Regions from separate parts of the Oryctolagus cuniculus genome. Here region 2 is linked to region 1. Evidence: chromatin contacts called from public Micro-C data. All regions are on one chromosome and are shown on one strand. Each heading gives the region's core, a stretch centred on a gene start, on an enhancer-like site or on the middle of the called end of the contact. The rest is flanking DNA. Distances are from core to core; before and after follow the strand shown. Region 1 holds the start of DNMBP (dynamin binding protein). Region 2 overlaps DNMBP (dynamin binding protein).

Region 1 (2,664 bases), core at 97-2,596:
CTAACTTTCAAATCAATAAGTAAACCTTAAAAAACAAAAAATCAAAAAACAAAAAACAAAAAAACAACAACTAGAAACTCAGAGGGGTGGGATCGGCACTTTTGTCTTGCTGAAGGCAGCTCCTGGGGAGAAGCAAACCTGTTGCAGAGCTTTAGATGTCAGAGGGCGGGGACACAGTACCCATCCCAGGGCTGGAATTGTCAGCAAGCTGAGCATTAACCTCCTTTGGAGTTTCTGGAACTCGCTATCCTAGGTGCTTCTGAGGCCCGATGTCAAGGCCGTGCTGGGGCTACTGTTTATGAAGATGACGCCATTGAGCCATTTCTAGTGCCGCTACATCGCGGGTGAACCTCGGGCACATCAGGCTGGAGGAAGTGAGCCTGCACTGTATATCCCGCTTCTAGCAGGCATCCAGAGAAGTCAACTCCTAGAGAGAGAAGACAGAACGGGGGTTGCCATTGCCTGGGGAGCGAGTTAGGCACTGAGGTGTGCGGAGCTTCAGCCTGGGAAGATGAAAACTGTTGGGGATGAGGGGGTGCTGGGGTGGCGGCACAGCCCTGGGAATGCGCTTAAGGCCACCGAGCTGCGCACTGAAAAAACTCTTCAAAGAGTAATGATCTGACATCCAAGAAAAGGCAAAGGAAAGGAGAAAGTGTGTGTCCCCAGGAGGTTTTGGAACCGAAGGTTCCTCTGCGTTCTGCACTGCACAGGGACTGGCTCGCCTTCCTCGGCATCGCCCGGGGCCCAGCCCGGAGACCGGAGACCCACGCCCCAGCGGCTGAAGCCACGCGGCCCGGCAGGTGACCGTGCGGTCTTCAGTGCGCAAAGGACAGCCTGCGGGGTTCACGAAGGATTTAGCGGGTCTCAGCTCTGCTCAGGGCTCGCACTCCGTCATACTCTCGAGAGACTTTCCTCAGAAAGCAACGGGACAGACAGAGCGACCAGCGGCGCGCGCTGCGTGCCTCGACGGGGCGCGGAGGACGGCGCCGCCGTCAGGGACTCGGTGGGACTCCGCGGCTAGGAATTCTTTTTCTGGGTCGGAGGGCGGTGCGGCAGGTGAGGGGACAGCCAGTGGGGGAAGCGAACTCGCCCCTAGCCGGAGCTGCGCGCAGTCAGAGGCGCCTGGTGCACCACGGAGGCGCAAGCTGCACAAGCGGAGCCCGCGTGGAGCAGGGGGCGGAGCCTAGTGCCTCAGTTTCCCCGGGAGAGGCGCTCCGGGCACCGCCCCTCTGACGTCGCTAGGCGGGCGGGACCCGTCCGGCCGCCAGGGGGCGCGAGCGCGGGCCGGGCGCCGGGGAGTGGGCGCGCGGGCAGCGCGGCGCGGCGCCCCGGGGGCCGTGCGGGCCGAGCCGAACGAGGCGGAAGCCTGGGCGGGAGGCGGGGCGGCGCGCTGAGTCACACGGGATCGACCCGCCCGCCGCTTGCAGGGGCAGAGGTGACAGCGGGCCCGGGACGGGCGGCCGCCACTGCCCGCCGCGCCGAGGGACCGCCGGGCAGCGGAGAGCAGGTCAGGAGCTGGGCCGGGCGGGCCGCCGGGGTCGCTGTCCCCTGTCGGGCCGAGGGCACCCGCCCCGATGGGACGCGCCGCGCGGCCGGGCCTCAGCCCTTCCTCGCGGCGGCGCTGCGCTGGGCCGGCCGGAGCCCTCGAAGGGCGGCGGGCGCTGCGGGTCCTCGTCGTTCGGTCCTCGGGCTCGGCCCGGGCGCTCGGCGGGGGTCCCGGAGAGCTCGGGAGGCGCTGAGAGGGCTGCGGGCGTGGGCCGTTGAAATGGTGTCAGACGCCGGGCAGTGCACCGCCCTGCCACTCCGGCAATGGGGCGGAATTCGAAAGCTTGAAAAGAATTCAGCGCTAGCCCGGCCCCTCGGTTTCACACATGCTGGAGCCACGCATCCAGTCGGTAAGGGAGTGCGGGATCCTGTCTGGGAGACGGGGAGGCAAGGTTTCCCAGGAGCGACCCGGCTGGAGACGCAGCCGTGGCCGTGGCGGGGCTGTGTAGTTCCTCGGACACCTGTGTTCTGCTGCGCCCGCGGCCTGATGCCCCCCAGGCGTCGGTGTCCCGAGGATGCTGGTACTGTCAGTTGAACACAGCAGCGTTGGAGTCACCAAGCTGGCCAGGCTCTGGTGCAGATTAGGAGCCGGGAGGAAGGCTCGGCGACAGAGGTCAGTTTTAAATGCAGAGGCAAAACCCTAACAGCCTGAAATGCAGCCTCTCCTTAGCCGTTGCCGGCTGCCTCATTGAAAGCCCAGGAATGAAAGTAGATGTTTTCGGCGCTCACATTCTTCTGCAATACTGGTATCCTCCCTTTAGGTCTGTTTCGCAGTAACGTGGACATCTTGTGTCCACACACTTTCTTGTCATAATTAGTGCTGTTTTGGATTGCGGCAGGCTAGTAGCGAGACTAATATTTAGGGTTCCAGCATAGTTTAACTCTGCCTGTTTACGTAGCTGAGTTACAGGGAGTGAGCAGGGTTGGTTAGTCCCTACTGATGTGTTGCAAGACTGAAGTCCTGGGGAGCAAATAAGGGTGATTCGTCAGAGTGGGTGTTGTGTTTATTGCTTTCAAGGCATGAACTGATTCGAGGTGATGAGCAAGTTTATTCTTCTGCATGCATTTTCTCCAGTATATGGAGTGAAAGGATCTTTAAGGGCTGTGTCTGAAGTTCTG
Region 2 (2,664 bases), core at 77-2,576, 41 kb after region 1:
AGAGATCTGGAAGATTTTAAAGGCAGAACCAGTTAGATTTAAGGGAAGCAAGGTTTGCAGTAAAAATGACATGGGCATTGATTGGGTCAAGCAGCTTTGGTAAACAGGTTGAGTAAATTGCCTGGCAATGGTCTGGGTTTGACCCAGGCACCCTGGCTTTAGAACCTTGCTAGGCACTGTGCAGGAAGTGCTGGCTGCAGCTCTTCACTCGGTGTCTGGCACACGGTATACTCAGATGGCGGTCGCTGTGACTAGTGGACTGTCGGCTGTGGAGGATGAAGTCCCAGGTTTTAATGCTTGGCTGGGCAGGTGTGTCAGACACCGCCATCAGTGTCGTGTATACAGACAAAGCTGGACGGTAACACTGTGTGTGAAGAGCTGGTTAGTGGCCAGCGCCACGGCTCACTAGGCTAATCCTCCACCTAGCGGCGCTGGCACACCGGGTTCTAGTCCCGGTTGGGGTGCCAGATTCTGTCCTGGTTGCCCCTCTTCCAGGCCAGCTCTCTGCTGTGGCACGGGAGGGCAGTGGAGGATGACCCAAGTGCTTGGGCCCTGCACCCGCATGGGAGACCAGCAGAAGCACCTGGCTTCTGGCTTCTGATCAGCGCGATGCGCTGGCCGTAGCATGGCGGCCATTGGAGTGTGAACCAATGGCAAAAAGAAGACCTTTCTCTGTCTCTCTCACTGTCCACTCTGCCTGTCACAAAAAAAAAAAAAAAAAAAAAAAAAAAAAAAAAAAAAAAAGGCTGGTTAGCTTAATTTTAGGTGAATGGAACTAGAGATTTTTTCCTGAAGTTCAATAATTCATTTGTTCACCACAAATCGTATATGCTGGCACTGCTATAGGCCAGTGAATGAAACAGGCAAAAAATCTCTTTCCTCACAGACTTTGTGTTCTAAAAGGGTTTGAAAAATGATCTTTGCGCTTCAGATTCCAAGTGACTCTACAGGTGGGAGCGCAGCACCGGCCCCTGACGGGAGAAGGGCTCTTGGCACCGGAGACGTTTCTGGTGTCCCGGAAGTCACGCCGCACGGCCAGTCATCTCTGTTTCCCCTCAAACGCTCCCCTTGTTCTGATGGTCTCCGCGATCCCTTTGACTTCCAGTGGGAGTTGGTGGAGCAGCTCACTGAAGCTGTCTCTGATTCAGTTTCCAAACCTCTGCTCGGGCCCCTGACGCAGGCCCGGCGTGAGTCATGGAAGTTGCTGTTCATGGGGTGTGCAGGGCCGGGAGGACCGAGGTGGCGCTCGGCACGGCGTCTGCACACGCGAGCCTTGTCGGTCAGCGAGGCTTGGTCTGGCCTCGCCGCGGGTGTGGACTTGGCAGCGATTACACGCTCCGTCCAGCCGAGTAGGAGGTCGGTCAGGAAAAGCGCTCATTGTGCCAGATTCTCCTCTGCTCTGAGTCATTCTCTGGGAGAGTGAAAGGTCTCAGGCAGAAGCTGTAACTCTTCAGATCCCTGGGATTACCCCGTAATGTAAGAGAGTTGCCCTCTAGTCACCTGGGCCTCTGCTCATTATTGTTCTATATAACAACATGTACGGTTAGTCTGATAGAGAAGTGAAATTTGAGAAAATGTAGTATAAGAAGGCAAACAATAAAAAGGTAACCTTGACCAATCTTGAAGAGGTGTTTTAATAACATATAGATGGCTAAGAGGTTTGTATTGTTTGCTTTTTAAAAACATATGTAGGCGCCACCCTTGTGCAGAAATGTGACATCTGGCAATTTCAGCCTTCTGGAAGACGGCCAGAAAACGAGCAGGCCTCAGAGGCTGTGAAAAGTAACTTGGAAAACTGTAGCACTAACGCATGTCTCTTACCATCACGGAAGAGCTTGTTAGCATCTTATTTAGAACTTGTTTACTTTTGTGTTTTGGGAACTCCTAATAATTTTGGTGCAGTATGTGTGTTCCTCCAATGCAGGCAGGTTGTAAGCAGCAATCCAGCAACAGGGTGGGAATGTTGATGAGAAGGTGAGCTGGGAGCAGAGGACAGACTGACCTCAAGAGAGAAGGCCTAGAAGTTGCCCAGTACTGTTATGTGTTACAGCATCATACAGTAGTACAGATGTTAACAATGGACTTGGGCCAGGCAGCCACAGAGTAAATCATAATTCAGGGTCTTCTGTTGAAGAAAGCAGGGAGGTATATACTGTGTCCAATTTTTTAAAAAAGATTTATTTATTTATTTGAAAGAGTTAGAGGAAGAGTCAGAGATCTTCTGTCTGCTGGTTCACTCCCCAAATGGTCACAATGGCTGAGGATGGGATGGGATGAAGCTAGAAGCCAGGAACTCCATCTAGGTCTTCCACATGAGTAGCAAGAACAGAAGTACTTGGGCCATCCTCTGCTGCCTCTCCAGGCACATTAACAGGGAGCTGGATTGTAAGTGGAGTAGCTGGGACTTGAACCAGTGCTTAGGTGGGATGCTGGCCTTGCAGGCATCAGCTTAACTTGCTGCACCACAACACTGGCCCCACAGTGTATTTATTTTATTTTATTTAAAAAAATTATTTATTTACCTGAAAGAGTTACACACACAGAGAGAGAGAGGTCTTCAATCCACTGGTTCACTCCCCAATTGGCCACAACAGCCAAAGCTGCACTAGTCTGAAGCCAGGAGCCAAGAGCTTCTTCCGGGTCTCCCACATGGGTGCAGGGGCC

What was found. Hi-C and Micro-C count contacts between places; a contact is called where the count stands out from the background.
Region 2: a contact with region 1 is called in a Micro-C map of ear pinna, with 3 times the contacts expected there. The contact joins the enhancer-like site here to the promoter of DNMBP in region 1. A contact is called at or near these places in 2 of 6 Hi-C or Micro-C datasets (ear pinna and an unstated tissue).

The regions. Positions count from the first base shown.
Region 1 is chr15:30,080,098-30,082,761 of mOryCun1.1, forward strand. It overlaps DNMBP (dynamin binding protein), which reads left to right and starts at 1,347. Exons shown (of 17, transcript XM_051824073.2): 1 at 1,347-1,507.
Region 2 is chr15:30,120,670-30,123,333 of mOryCun1.1, forward strand. The region is part of intron 1 of DNMBP (dynamin binding protein); the gene reads left to right. Among named protein-coding and RNA genes, the nearest start is that of DNMBP, 41 kb to the left of the region's middle. Within about 2 kb of position 1,327, at least 4 of the 8 cell types and tissues checked have an H3K27ac peak or open chromatin away from gene starts, as enhancers often do. A contact at or near this core is called in ear pinna, where this site is marked.